Linked DNA regions of Mus musculus: regions 2 and 3 are each linked to region 1. The links are chromatin contacts, called in public Hi-C and HiChIP or PLAC-seq maps. All regions are on one chromosome and are shown on one strand. The core of a region is the stretch at or near the end of the contact, and the rest is flanking DNA. Distances in the headings are between cores, read along the strand shown. Region 1 holds the start of Grhl2 (grainyhead like transcription factor 2). Region 2 overlaps Gm35019 (a long non-coding RNA gene). Region 3 has its middle 86 kb from the start of Gm15942.

The links. A called contact is a pair of places that touch in the nucleus more often than the background predicts. HiChIP or PLAC-seq counts read pairs in DNA pulled down with a chosen protein or histone mark.
Region 2: a Hi-C map of uterus shows a contact between it and region 1, with 2.6 times the contacts expected there. The contact joins the enhancer-like site here to the promoter of Grhl2 in region 1. A contact is called at or near these places in 12 of 39 promoter capture datasets (the 3T3-L1 cell line, cranial neural crest, embryonic stem cells and 7 more), 1 of 15 datasets of contacts at CTCF or cohesin (embryonic stem cells), 2 of 484 Hi-C or Micro-C datasets (bone marrow-derived macrophages and uterus), 5 of 115 datasets of contacts at active chromatin or transcription factors (embryonic forebrain, embryonic hindbrain, embryonic midbrain and 2 more) and 2 of 9 other capture datasets (embryonic stem cells and liver).
Region 3: an H3K4me3 HiChIP or PLAC-seq map of embryonic forebrain shows a contact between it and region 1, with 4 times the contacts expected there. The contact joins the enhancer-like site here to the promoter of Grhl2 in region 1. A contact is called at or near these places in 12 of 39 promoter capture datasets (the 3T3-L1 cell line, cranial neural crest, embryonic stem cells and 7 more), 1 of 484 Hi-C or Micro-C datasets (embryonic stem cells) and 4 of 115 datasets of contacts at active chromatin or transcription factors (astrocytes, embryonic forebrain, embryonic stem cells and 1 more).

What each region holds. Positions count from the first base shown.
Region 1 is chr15:37,230,405-37,235,390 of GRCm38.p6, forward strand. It overlaps Grhl2 (grainyhead like transcription factor 2), which reads left to right and starts at 2,632. Exons shown (of 16, transcript NM_026496.4): 1 at 2,632-3,002. The coding sequence starts at 2,983. Gm16136 (predicted gene 16136) reads right to left here and starts at 2,755. Exons shown (of 2, transcript NR_155442.1): 1 at 2,572-2,755; 2 at 1,517-2,423.
Region 2 is chr15:37,898,011-37,902,996 of GRCm38.p6, forward strand. Gm35019 (a long non-coding RNA gene) reads right to left here. Exons shown (of 7, transcript XR_383951.4): 2 at 1,623-1,906; 3 at 1,177-1,188. Among named protein-coding and RNA genes, the nearest start is that of Gm35019, 7.5 kb to the right of the region's middle. Within about 2 kb of position 2,066, at least 10 of the 459 cell types and tissues checked have an H3K27ac peak or open chromatin away from gene starts, as enhancers often do. A contact at or near this core is called in pancreatic cancer cells and uterus, where this site is marked.
Region 3 is chr15:37,784,034-37,789,019 of GRCm38.p6, forward strand. It overlaps a transcript of Ncald not described here. Among named protein-coding and RNA genes, the nearest start is that of Gm15942, 86 kb to the left of the region's middle. Within about 2 kb of position 2,953, at least 53 of the 459 cell types and tissues checked have an H3K27ac peak or open chromatin away from gene starts, as enhancers often do. A contact at or near this core is called in embryonic forebrain and hippocampal neurons, where this site is marked.

The sequences.
Region 1 (4,986 bases), core at 1,382-3,881:
CTTTCTCTCCGTGAACAGAGAGAGTTAGGCCATAAAAATCTCCTCAGAAACTTGTAGTGGTGCCAGGTATGTTTGCTGCCTGGTGGTGGCCTTGCTGAAAGGCACTTGGTGGAAGTTACCTCTTCATGGGACTGTATCCCAGAGTCAGACAGTACACAGCTTTTCTTTGGGCTTTTTAGTTCCTAATAGGAAAGAATTTCACATTCCCTGTTCTGCCCCTGGCAGTCAGAGGGAGAAGTTAGAAAAGCACGTACTCACCATCCACAGGAAGACAGGGGACAGAGCCCTCCAGGAAAGGAAAGAGTGAGAAAGGCTGCAGGGTGGCTCACCCACACCAGGCCAGACACCATGCGCCTGCCGAATGCTCCAGAGTGCAAGAGGTCCCAGATCTCCTGATAACTACAAGCTCCAAGGGAAAGACAGCAGGCCCACCAGTGAGCAAGCCCATTCCCCACCCCCACGAGGTTACTGAAGAAGTTCTCATGACCTCATTGTACCTGGGAATGCAAAGTGAAAGGCTGCAGACAGAGGAAGGAGGTTCTGCCACGGGGGAACCAGAGCAAACTCAGAGGAAAGGGAGGCAGAGGAAGCCAAGGAAAGGCAGGGAAACCCTGTAATAAAACGACACCCTCAAAACCAGGAAAGCTAGTGTAGCCATGGCAAAGTCACAGAACTGTATTTTAAAAATAACCAAAACTCAGAGTTCTTAAAGTAGCAGAGGTGTGGTGATGAATGCCTGGGAACTGGGCAGAGGACAAAACACTTGAAAACAGCCTGGCCCACATGGCAAGGGTCAGGCCAGTGAGGGCTGCACAAGGAGACCGCCCTCCAAAGTGAAATAAAACAAAAAGAAAATACCGTAAATCCTCAAAGAAGACTCAGGGCATAGGACAAGGTGTCCCAGGATGACAGCCAATCCATAAAACAGATCATCTCCATTGGATCTGGAGGGTAGGAGCTCTGCAGGCTTGTTTGCAGGGAGAAGATGGAATGGGATATTTGGTCTTTTGGAAACTAAATTTTACAGTCACTTGGTAGATTTGTTATAGAACCATATCAGGATAGGTTCGTAATAAACTAAACAAAAGGTAAAAAAGGAAACCACCACACTACATCAGTGCTCTCTGTTGCCACTGAAACTCGACCAGATACATACTTCTTAGTCTCTAACCTGAGGAGGGACCATGATGGGGGCTGGAACTGGAAGCAAAAGAGTAGAGGAGTTAGCAGCTCATAACGAGTAGCAAGTGTTCAAACCACAACGTTGATGCATCAGGAGATGCGCACAACAGGGGGCAAGCCACAGAGCCACCCGCCCACCCACCCGGCATCGGCGGAATGTGACTGTCTCTAGAGGAGGGAAAAAGAAAGTAAGGTGCACACGGATACCGTGTTCAAACTGTGTTAAAAATATATTGTTTCTAAAAAGTACCTGTATGGGTGCTTATGTTATTATCTAAAATAAAATAGAATCGTTAAAGTCAGTTGCTAAGAGTGGAAATAAAGAACAACCAAACCTAGTGCCGTAATTTAATTCCCCCAAATCATGTGACCTGCAAAGGTTTAATACAGAAGTTGTGTCAAATCTGACAGCTCCAGTGCTCCAGTGTTGACTTGACATAAATGTGGCAAAGCTTTCCATACCCTCCTGTATTTCCACCACGCTCATGTATGGGCTAGATCCCTGTCAGAACTCCCACAAATACTTAATTCTCGTAGCAGCGATTATAAATGACACCTGGCTACTTCGCACTGTTCCGGACCAGAAGAGAACCCACACAAACAAGTCACTTTCATCCTGCGTTGTTCCCCTGGCAACCATATTAAACTGCAAGGATAAAGAGCCTTTGTAGTAGCTGCTTCTATTGAATTACAATGTAAATGTTGATGCTTGCCTAGAAATGTCAACGGGCGACAGGCTTATGGAACAGATGCAGTAGTTGTTCCGCAGCGCAGGAATCCCAGGCTGCGGAGAGATGCAAGAGGTGCGCCCGGGCCACCTTAAGAGTCTATTCAACCGAATCTCCTTTCTCCATTAAAGCCACGCCGCACTTCATAGATCCAGTTCAGGAAAGGTCGCTCGACTAGTTGAAAACTGAAAACGACCTGCTATCTTCTATGCATCAGAGCAGGAGAAGAGTTTGTTGTGGATAAGAATGCTAACAATGCAATTACGCAAGAGACCCGGCAATCCGTTCCTTTCCCACTCAGCATAGCGTAACTCTAGTTCCCTGACTCTTCTGCCCGCCACACAGTTTTCGTCCCGCGAGTGTCAAGTGGCAGGTGGTGAACTGGCCATTTGGTTCCGGGTGGCTTGTTGATTTCTGGGTTCAGCATTCTGTCGTCCTTCGGTTTGACCCACGGTACCTAGTGTCTGTAGTGGCGCTCCCCGCTCCGTCTCTCCCATCACCTCTACCCTGCCCCTAGTCAGGGAAGAAAGCCAAAAGTGGGTAGAAGTCAGCTCGCAGAGTCTCCAGCGTGCCACCGCTCCACTCAGGTAAACTTCGCAGTGAGTGACCTGCACTTGGAGAAGGGCCTTACCTGAGCGCGCCTCTGCCAATGGCAGCTCACCTGAGGGAGCACCGCAGCCAATCACCGCGCAGCTCGGCCCTCGGGCTTGTACCCTTTAGTGAAAGAATTCAGCGCCTTGCGAGAAAGTTACCTGTGGCCGCCCAAGTCCGCCACTTTGCGCTCTGTGTCTGCCCATTGCAGCGATCCGGGAGGACTCCGCGCCGCCGGGCCGCCTCCGAGCGCGGGCCCCATGTGAGGGCTCCCTCCCCCCATCCCACCTTTCCGGCTAGGTGAGGGCGCGAGCGAGCGGGCGAGCGAGAGTGGTGAGGGGGGACGAAAGCAGAATTACCTGTAGCTCTTGTTCTGCCATCTCGGGCGCTCTCACACACCTTCACCTGCACAGACTTGAAAGTCCAGTTTCACCAGAGGCTGAGGCTCCAGGAAAAGGGGAGCGAGTTCATTGGATCAAACATGTCACAAGAGTCGGACAAGTAAGTGGGTCGCACGCGCCGGCGGCGGCTGCCGCTGCCCCTTTGGGCTGATGGCAACTGGTTTGTTGTGTTTTTGTTTTTTTTGTTTTTGTTTTTGTTTTTTAAGTCGCTATTGTTGGATTTTGATTTTGTATTTTTTTCCTCTCTTTTTACTTTTTTCTTTTTGGTGTATCCAGACCCTCTCGGATTATTTCTACCCCGATTCAGGGGAGAGACCCTACTCGAACGTGAATGTTTAAAACCCGTTTTGGGGCCTTGCAAGTAAACGTGGGTTTTCTTTGCTTCCTCCCCGACGAATGAGCTCAGCTCCCACTGCCCCGACCAACGGACCCTTGGGCACTGATTGAGGTTTTGGCAGATGGTGGCGGGAGGCCTGTAGTTAACCCCCTTGCCTGGAGGTGCTCCCCAGCCTCAGACTTCCTGGGCCGGTTGGAAGTTCAGTCGACTTCCTTCGATTAGGCCAAAGGGCCTGCTGGAAAAGCGGTCTGGGCCTCTTTTGTGTGCGCTCAACAAAGGCCTTTTATGCGATTGCAGACACGGCCATCTTCCCCACTGCGGCGACCCGGGGTGCATGTGCGCCCCAGCGCGGGTCTCCGACGGGACGGAGGAGCGGGCAGGCCGCGATGGCGGGTCCGTGGGTGTGCCCGCGCCTCGCTCCTTCCCGCAGCCCACGCAGTGGCCAGTCACCTCGCGCAGGTGCGGGACAGGACCTCTCGGGAATGGGGGACTGATTTTGAGGCCGAGTACGAAGGGGTGCCCACACTTGGGCCGGTCTCCCTGCGCCCCGACGTCTCTGGCTCATACGCGTCCGGTGACCGCGCGGCCCACTGTTCGGAGGCCGCCACCTCGGGCGTGGGGCTCGATCGGCCTTCGCCGAGGCTGTCGAGGGCAAGGGGGTGGGGGAGCATGGTGGAGCACCGGGACTCCGGGCTCTCTGCGTCCTCGACCGGAGCTCAGGCCTGCCGGGAGCCGCGTGAGCCGCGGGGCGCGGGGCCTGGTCCGTCGCGGTCCCCGCCTTGGGGACGGCTTTGTGCGAGCCGGGGGAGGTGGGGCCGAGGGCGGGAGCGGGCGGGAGCGGGAGGGAGCGGGAGGTGGGTCCCGCTGCCCTCCTTCCATTCGGTGGCGACACTTCCTTCCCCCTCCTCCCGGGGCGTCCTAGGCCGGGAACTGGCTGCGTCCTATTGGAAAGGCTCAGAGGCCGCACTTTTGCTGCCCCTAGTAACTTAACCCGGCTGGTGTGGCCATTCCAAGGAGACCTTCCTGAGAGTCTTGACCGAGAAAAGCACAGGACCAGTCCCCAGGTTGAGGACCTGGAAGGGAGGAGGGCGGAGAAGGAAAGCCTGCCTAACCCGATTTTGGATGGGCACTGTCACGATGCGGCCGATGTCCAGGACGCTTGTTTTCATACTTTAAAACTTACTACTCTGTCGCCCTTTAAGATTTATCTGCGCAAGTAGATACCGGAATCGAAGAACTAGTATTAGGAACTGGGCCAGGAGCTAGAAAGTTTAGGGTTGGGAAAGCGTAGGAGATACTCCCACGCACATCTTGACCTCCACTTCAGCTCTCTTGGTAGTGGAGTTATCACCTGAGGTTGAAAACTCATATAACCCAAATCCAAGACAACAACAACGTTTGTTTTTTCGTTTTTATTTTGGTTTGTTTTGAGTTTGATGTGTAAAAGGGTGCACAGTTACTTTAATTGCACAATTAACACTCAGTTTGCTTGCTTAGTTCTGTGGCACTGCATGAGTCAAAGGAACGAAGAACGAAAGTGGATGGGTATTTATTTTCTCCAAGTTATACTTAGCACCAATAGGGATAATTTATTCACTATTGAGTCTAAGTACTGAGTACTAACAATCTGGCTTAACGAGTATGTATTACCTAGTTTTTATGGTAATGTCTATCTAGAATTACATGAGCATTTAATGAAAGTAGCTTTTATCTAGTGGTTTTCAGGATTTCATTTTGCATCCTGAGA
Region 2 (4,986 bases), core at 816-3,315, 670 kb after region 1:
ACACCCATCTTGAAAATTAATCTAAAACAAATGAAGCAAACTAAAATACTATTATGTGCCTATTCTTAGGCTTTTTCTATTTTGTCATGCAAGATAATAACCCAACGTTCCCATGGAGCCCACGTTAGAGAATATGAGTTAGGTATCTTGAAGACCTTTCTATGCCATCTTTAAAATAATTGATTCACACTTCTGTCTATACTTGATTATAAGCAGGCAGCTATTCAAACCAGGATTTAAATTCAAAATTCCCGTAGAGCCCATTTTAGACAGAATATGAGTATCCTATAACACTTGTTAGAGCAATTTATCTTTATACCATCTTTAAAGCAATTAATTCAAACTTTCATTAATATCTGCCTATAGGAAGCAGGTAGTTTTTACTTGTTAAGCTCTCCACCTAGAGCAGCCATCTTGTTATAACATCTATTGCTTGGGCTCTCTACCTGGAGCCACAGACATTTATTTTATTAATACCTGTTATAATACCTATCTGTTGAACTCTCTACCTGTAGTCACAGACTTTTAATAATTAATATCTGTTCATAGCAGGCAGTTATCACTGCTCTCTCTACTTGGAGTCAGTGACTAATTTTCCCTATCCTAGCTCTGAACCACAGGTGAAATTCCCCACATGATTTAAACAAAATCTGTATATAAATCTATCCTAAAAGCAAATAATCCCAATGTTATAAATTCACAGTTAAATCAATATCTGCCCCAAGATAAAGGCAGCTTCCATTCTCCAGCTCTCTGACTCAGAGCAGCCATCTTGTCTCTTTCCACAGCAGGGGACCTCAGAGCCCTCTTTTTTTTTTTTTTTTTTGTTTGTTTCAAGGCTCCCTCGCTTAAGTACACATGACTCATCATCCCAGCACCACCTTTCTCTCACTTAGAAAATAAAACTCTAACTCTCAGGCTAATAATCTTAAATTTCTAGTGGATTCTTGCCTAACACGTTGGTTTACCACATGTTGTGGGAAGCAATAAAAAGGAACCTTGCCATGCTATGGCCAGTCAAGCACTGGTGGGCAAGTCTCTCTGACTCAGAGCTCCAAAATCTCTCCACCCAGATAAGTTCCCACTGGCAGGTCACTACCACACCAGCCCCGTGCTTCAAAACTCCTACATCCTTTTGGGGGACACATCAGGCAAACCCATGCTTTGCTGCCATACCTTTCTCTCTCTCTGGAACACCGCCGAGCCACCACATGAAGGAAAACAACACAAAGTTAGTTCAGAAACAATGGTAACTCAATCACTGACTACAACAACGAGAATTCTAATCTTGTAAGCTTTATTAAATGTAAATCCTCCTGTGGCAAATCCTGGCAGATTCACTATCTAAACTGGGAGACACTAGTAGCCAGATCTTGTCCTTTCCCTGTCTCTGTCAAAAAACCCTTCTCCTGCTTCCTCTCTTCCTCTGACCAACCCCGGAAGTCCCTGTGTTTCCATTTTCTTGACATAGAAAATATATTTCTTTTTTTTTTATTCTCTAAAATTTTTCTTAAGGACTTCACCCTCTTATCTTTAAACCAAATAGTTTTTCTTTCTTTCTTTCTTTCTTTTTTAATTCAGTTTCCCTTCTCTTTTATAGTTTTCTAAACTCAATACCTTACCTGCTCAGATGTCTGTGGCTTTTCAATCCTATTGCAGCTCAGGGTAAGTGCTCCTCTGTCCTTCTGCACATTTCCAGGCTCCTCGGACTAGCATGTATCTGTAGTGGCCAGCTCCACCCTCTCAGCTCAGTTCAGAAGGTTGTCCCATTGGCTTTGCCTCCTGCCAGTTCTAGACAGGCCACTCCCACCTGCTGTGCTTCTGTGAGGGTTCAGGCCTTCACCCAAGGGCACCCATGGGTATTCTTGGTGCCCACTTGCCCTGCCACATTTGGCTGGGCTGCCACCTGTCATCAAGCATCAGGATGGGGGCTCAGTGGGCCTGGACTGGGGTGCTGAATTTCCCATAAGCCTCAGCATGAGTCATACCTTCCACCCAGCAGAGCACTGGCTCCCCAGAGCAGCATGCAACATGAGAAGTGTTTCCTGTGGGGCTGTGCCTTGAGGCTCTGGTTCCTCACTCTACTGCCTCATACAGGCCTCTGCTCTCCCTAGAAGATGGCCATGGTGCACCTTGGAGGGATAAGAGGCCTGTATTTCCATACTCAGCCTCTTCATGTTTTTTTGCCTCCACTGTTCACTGGCTTCTGTGGCCAACCACACCAAACGGAGCAGCCTGCCCACCATCACAGAGCAGTATGCTAAACCATCCTTCCCAATGGCTTCTCAGGCTCTAAACCTGGATAACATGCCCCACATTGGGTGTCATCTATTAAAGTGTTTGTTTTTCCTCCTGGTTCCAAGCTCCCATAATAACCACTCAGACTCAAAATATATTTACAGATATCTAGGCCATATAGCTAGGCTCTTCTCTGATAACCCACTTATATTAGCCTATATTCTGCCATGTGGCTGGTCACCTCTGCTCAGGTATCATTCATCTGTCCTCCTCACATCTTCCCCAGCAACTCTTCCCACACCTGGCTCTTTCCCAGAATCCTCTCTGCCTACCAGTTGTCCCACCTTCTAGTCTACCCTTTTCTATAGGCCGTAGGTTTTCTTAATTGACAGGTGATTCGTCCATAAAATACACAAGCTGTTCTCTGTACACACATTCTCACTTCCTACTGCATCAGAGTCTGTGTGCATGACTTTCAGAATCCATATCCAACGACCTCTTCCCTAAACCACTCTCTCACCTTACCTTAAAATACACACTGGAGAATTTTAAATGTGGTTCCTTCCACAACCTAAATTCCATCCTTATCACTCCAGAAATTAATTTTGGTATCAGATTACCAGTTCTCTGTCTCCCTTTGTATCATGGTTAAAGTATAACCAAACACAAGAAAGAGCTGTTTATCCTGACAGGAAAAAACCCTTTAAGGACTGCATTGTTCACTCTGTCTCCCGCCACTGAACAGTTTGTTATAATTTCCTGTTTCCCTCTAATTGCTTTCTCCCCTGGCTGCTCAGAACCAGAGTTTTAAAGTTGAATTCTTCTCTCTGAGACTAATAGAAACTACAACTATTCACAACTAAAGAAATACTACATAATGCTTCTTTCCCCTTCCCTCCCTTTCCCCCACCCCGTTACTCTCTTCCAGCACAAATAACTGTTTTGACCAATCAGGTGAGTCCATCAACTCATTCCAGCCAGCTTTTCAGACCTGCTTCTTTCTCTTTATGTATTAGCACAAATTGAATAGCAATCAAAATATGAGTTCACATTTGTCACCCAATGACATTTGAAAGTTGGTCCCCAATCATTATGTAAAGACCTGGCCAGTACCACGGCCTTTTCTAGTCCTTGAGTTATGGACTCTCCCAAGAACTTTATGAAGCAAACAGCTATGTTTTAGAGTGGTTTCAACTTATCTCCTTTTTTCCTGTTTCAACATGTTCCTACAATGGCAAAAACTGATACAGGTGGTTACATGTTGAGACAACTGCACACAGCTGTACAAATTAGAGACCTCTCTGGTAAGGAGAGAGGACTGCCTGCCGTTCCTGCCATAGACTTTCCCCCTTGCTTTCATGAACACTCTGTTAGGGAGGGGTGATTTCTTAACCTTCTGTGTGCTCCAACTGGCCTAGATCAGAGCAGGGATGTAGGTCCAGTGAGAGACAGGAAATGGCCCTTAAGCCTGTTACCCCCTTAGTCTTAGGATTTTGTTGCTATTATGACCAAAGCAAGTCTTATAAAGAAAAGCATTACTTAGGGCTGGCTTACCGTTTCAGAGGTTTAGTCAGTTATTCTGATGGTAGGAAGCATGGCAGCATGCAAGCAGACACGGTCCTTGGGAAGGAGGTTTAAGAGTTCTACATCCAGATCAATGGGCAGCTGAAGGAGACTGTATCACTGGATATAGCTTGAGCATAGGAGACCTCAAAGCCTGCCTCCATGGTGGCACACTTCCTCCAACAAGGCCACACCCACTCCAACAAAGCCACACCTCCTAATAGTGCCACTCCCTATAGCCCAAGCCTTCAAACACATGAGTCTATGGGGCCATAGCTACTCAAACCACTACACATGCTAAGGATTTAGAGATGCATGGCTGGAGGGGCGAGATAATGACCTCAGTCTGTATTGCTTTTGAAATAGGAGGTTGTTTTAATTGAGGTGCATTTATTATAAATGATAGATGCCCTGAGTAAGAATGGCTTAGGTTATCTTGGTCCTTATGTCTCAGAACAGAAGCACAGAGGTGGGAGGTTGCAAGGAAGTGTTGGGAAATGGTTGTGTGCTTTGTGTATTCAGATGCTGATTACTGTGCCCAAAGATCTGGGTAGAGTCTAGACTTTGGCTTTGTTAAGCATCTCCTGTCTCAATATTGCCCAAAATTCATTTTCTATCACCTCTGATTGGTTAGATTAGTTAATAAAGACCTGATCAGCCAATATCTGGGCAGGAGGAAACGGGAGGCAGGACTTTCTAGCCAGTCAAGGGGTCCTGAGGGAGGGGGGGAACAGAGAGAAAGAGAGACTATGGCTGTGTATAAAATTTCTTATACATATGCACAGAGAGTGAGGGGGGAGGGAAAAAGAGAGAGGAAAAACATGGTTTTGTATAAAACATATACATGTAGATAGATAGATAGATAGATAGATAGATAGATAGATAAGGAAAACCCATGGCTATGTATAAAATGTAGCAGAAGATGGCCTAGTCGGCCATCATTGGGAAGAGAGGCCCCTTGGTCTTGCAAACTTTATATGCCCCAGTACAGGGGAACACCAGGGCCAAGAAGTGGGAGTGGGTGGGTAGGGGAGCGGGGGGCAAGGGGAGGGTATGGGGGACTTTCGGGATAGCATTTGAAATGTAAATGAAGAAAATACCTAATAAAAAATTGGAAAAAATGTCATATGCATGTGCATACAATGGCAGAGAGAGAGAGAGAGAGAGAGAGAGAGAGAGAGAGAG
Region 3 (4,986 bases), core at 1,703-4,202, 550 kb after region 1:
ACTTTCTCAGGGCATTTCTGAAAGCACTTGGGCAAGCCCTCAGCAGGAAGTGTCTGCAGCCTCTCCCCTCCATTCCCTCCAAGGCCATCGAGCAAAGCCAAGTGCAGAAGACTCCCTGTGAAGGTCAGGTCGGGCTAATATTGTCAGCCCCCGAACCCCCACTCGGTTTTGAAACAATGATGTATTCTAGGTTCTGGAGGGAGATAAAATCTAAGTCTGACACAGAATAGAGAATCAAGAAAGGCATGTGCACCCCTAAGCCTGGTGGTAGAATGAATGGGCTCCCCAAACTATGCCCCAGAACCAGAGAAAATTAACTTTTCTTTAGAAAAAAAAAAAAGGGACGCTCTTTGCAGATGCAAGTAAGGATACTGAAAAAGACCAGTGTGGGTGCTGAAGGTGGGCCTGTACCCCACGGAAAGTGGGCCTGCACCCCACAGAAAGTATCCTCAGAATCAACCACAGAGGAGAGGAAGACAGACTTTGGAGGCCAAAACACCCACAGCCAGCAGAAACTAAAAGAGGCAAGCCACCAGGCATGGTGACACACACCCAGAGTCCCAGAGGCTCAGAAGGCTAAGGAACATCTGAGCCCACAAGTTCAAGAGCAGCCTTGGCAACATAGGACTGCCCCATCTCTAAATAAATAAGTTAATTAATTAATTAATTAATTAACTAACTAATTATAATTGAAAGAACTATTTCTCTTTGAGCATCTAGAAAAAGTGGGGCTCAGCAACACCTCTGCCTCTGGATATAGAGCCTGCACAGCTGTGAGCGAATCAATGTATGTCTACTGTGTCAAGGTGCCTAGTTTGTGACAGTCGATTCCATGGACACAGGAAGCAAGGCCTGAACCCTGTGTGTCACTCATGACATCAACTTTTCAGGCAGCAGGGAGGGAAGCTCTGAGTCTTCTAAAAGCAGCCTTTTCCACATGCACAGAGGACTTCAGTCCAGTCCCAGAACGAGACCAACCTCTTTCCCCACTTCAGATGGCATGCACTTGGTGGCACTAATATCTGGTTCTCATGGAGCTTTCTTGGGCTACAAACCCCTCAAGCCATGCCTGAGTACTCAAGGGACCAGGTCCACCAGAACAACACTAGACATCAGATCACCTGGGCCTAGGGATGGTCTGCTACTGTAGAGCCAGTTAGAAGAACAAGAAATGTCCCTACTATTTCCACTGTCTGCCCAGACTCTCAGCCCAGTTCTACCGATTGTTCCCTGATCCCTGACCATTGGTGAGTCCCTCCATCTCTGGGTGCCCTGGTTCCCTTCACCCTTTACATGGGGTGGACCATGGGGCTCCAAAATGCCATGTTCTCTGCTCTGCCACCCTCCAGCCTTTCTTCTGTGTCCTTCAAGCAGTGCACTGGCTACAGCCCACTTAGCTTATGGTCAGGACAGTTTCGCCACTTGGGAGGTGCTAGGAGGTGAGAACAAGAGTGGCTAGGTACTTCCTGGACTACATAACTGCCTGCCAGGACAAAGCTGAAGAGCAGAGTTCTGTGGGCAGCACTCTGCAGCCAACCTGACTCCCAAAGTACTTCGAGAAACTGTTTTCACACTCCCCAGGCATAACACCACAAAAACACACACACACACAAACACACACACACACCTCATATACATACACACCTCATACATAACACACACCACACACACACACCACATATACCACACACATAACACCATACACATATACCATACATACACACTACACACATAACACCACACACACAAACACACACACACCTCATATACATACACACCTCATACATAACACACACCACACACACACACACACACCACATATACCACACACATAACACCATACACATATACCATACATACACACTACACACATATACTATACACACACACAAAACACACACTACACACACAGCACACAAACACACCACACACACACACTTCATACACATACACACCTCATACATAACACACACCACACACACACACACCACATATACCACACACATAATACCACACACATATACCATACATACACACTACACACACATAACACCACACACACATATACCATACACACACACAAAACACACATTACACACACAGCACACAAACACACCACACACACACATACACCATATGTACCACACACCACACCCACACACCACATGCACACACACACACAGACAGACACACGTAGACACACACATAGCCAATTCACTATCCCAACAGCTATATAAACAGCCCATTAACATAAGCTTGCTTCGTTTCTGCCACCCTTCATGGGACAAATGACAGAGTTTGCCAGACTAGATTGAATTCACACTTAGAATTCCAGGAGGTATTTCCCATGAACAACTGGTCAACCTATCTGAGGAAAATGTCTCAGATCCATGTCTACTTCTGCTCCCAAATTTAATACCACACAGGACAAAGATGACGATGTTTCAGTCCTGTGGGTGTGGGAGAAACCCCTCACACCTCTGCAGCCTTTTCTCTCCTCCCACTCCCTGTCAGGATCCTTCTGGGTGTGCGACATGGAGGCATTCTGGAAAGCAATCTGGTAGTTGCAAGAGATTGAATATAGAGTGTCAAGCGATCCAGCAGTGTCAGCTCTGAGTGCTCAGCCAAAGGAGAAACATGAACATACACTTACATGCCTATGTTAGTAGTGTGTTATGCACAAGAGCAACAGATGGGAGCCGCTGCCATGCCCAGCAACAGACAAATGGAGAGCCGGTCTGCTGTATGCAGTCAATGGAATGTACTCGGTCTTAATTAGGAAAGAAATCCCAGTATCTATCACAACATGGAGAACCTAAAGGCATTCAGTTAAGTGGAATAAATCAGTCACAAAAAGGTGAATATTAGGCACCACACCAATCACATGCTCTGACTCACGGGGCAGAAAGGAGGAAGGTGGCTGTCAGGGACTGAGGAGAGAGAAGAATGGGGAACTACTGTTAATGAGCCCAGAGCTTCAGTTCAGAAAGAGAAAAAACAGGCTGTAGAGAGGGGTGGCCAGAGACACAGTAACACAGATGTTCTCAGTGACACAAAATAGTCCACTTAAAGTGATTAAAATGGCAAACTTTATACCATTTATATATTGTCACACTTTTAATGTATTTAAGGAATACTTATTCCTCATTTAGTACACAAGCCATGTTCCTGGGACTACTTCAGCAAATCTTAAACAAAAGCTCTTTGTCCCCACCAAATGAGCTCAGCTCTTATGCTATGCCATTACTGCTGTTATGGTCCAAGCTCTTGTTGATCTGTTCCATGAATTAATTAAAAGGAAGAAGCCATGGTTGCAATAGGAAAGGTCTCCCATAGACTCATAGGTCTGCACTTGGTGAGGCAATTTTGGGAGAATCTTTAAACTTTCTCAGGTGGACCTAGCTAGAGGGAGTGGGGTAGGTCAGTGGGGGCATATTGCGCCCCCCCTGCCCCCCCACTTCCCGCTGCTTCTTATCCCAGTCTCTGTTTTCTAGCCATCATGAGGTGAACAGTCTGTGCCAGCCACTCCAGTTCCCAAAGTTTGTTCCCAAAGCACTAAGCTACAGAGAACCTTCAGAAACTAAGCAAAATATGCACTTCCTCTTTTAGAGTTACCCACAGTAGGTATTTGGTAACAGCCACAAAACGACTAACACAGGAACTCAAGCCAGTTCTGCTGCATCCTGAGAACCTAGCGCAGTGTAGAGCAGGTCCAAACTGCTCTGAATCATCCTTTGAATGCGTGGATGTGAGAAGCCCCCCCACCCCCCGCCACACACACGCACACACACAGAGAGAGAGAGAGAGAGAGAGAGAGACCTGTGTCTTCCTTTTCCCTCTTTTCTCCAACCCGGAGATGCTTTTAACTTCTCAAAGTTATGGAGTTGTCTTTTTGGAAACAGAGAATCGAGCCCTAGTAACCCCCCTTTAACCATCCTGTTCACGAGTAATACGTGTGTATATCTAAGTGCGTACATTGTGATTCTTCAGTCCCAAATTCCACTTATTATAAGCCATGTGACCTTTTTAAGTTTTTTAATTCTCCAAAGCCTGGTCCTCTCATCTGGAATGTAGATGTGCCACCAGAAGTCTACAGAACATCTGTTTCACAACCCACAATTAAAGGGCCTGTCTCCTGATGGCATCAGGTTTCTGCAAGAGAAGTAGCCTTGCTCCTCAGCCTGTGGCTCAGGAGTTAAAAGATCTAAGATGCAACAATGAGCTGGAGCGAGCCACTGTGAGCAATGTCAAGGTAGAGGCTCCCTCTTCCTGCCTGATGTACAAAACCCAGACCATGTAAAGGTTAGTGCCCCCCAGATAGCCTACAGTAAGAAGGAGCCCAAAATGCCACCAACTCCAAGAGGGCAAACCAAGATGAGCAAGAGGGCAGGTTCTGCTAACGATGCTTGAGTCACAATTCCAGTTCCAAGGGGGTCTGACTCATGTGTGTTGCATATACACACGCAGGCAAACATCCACACAAATAAAATAAAATAAAATAAAATAAAATAAAATAGAAAAATTGTCTGCGTTGGGGAGTTCCTAACACAACAGACTTGAATTCTACTTGAAATAAGGTTTTCTGGGGCTGGAGAGATGACTCAAGGGTTAAGAACCCTTGTTGCTCCTGCAGAGGACCCAGGTTTGATTCCCACGATCACATGTTATAGCTCCAGTTGCAGGAAATCCAATGCCTTCTTTGACTTGTCCATGCACCAGCACACACATACATGCAGGCAAAACATTCATACACACAGGATAAAGTCAATTCGTCTAAAGAAAAAAATTGTTTCCTAGAGGGAAAAAGTTACTACAAATATTATACTCTAGGCAAAGCACACAGAGCTCACAGAAAATGTGTTGTCTGCGTGGTGGTTTATCATCACAGTGGAAAGTTCCTGCTTTCTTTTATGGGTCCCTTCTGTCCCTGAATTCTGCCTTCACTGTCCTCCAATGAGAGTCTCTAGGATAGGAAGAATGAGGACA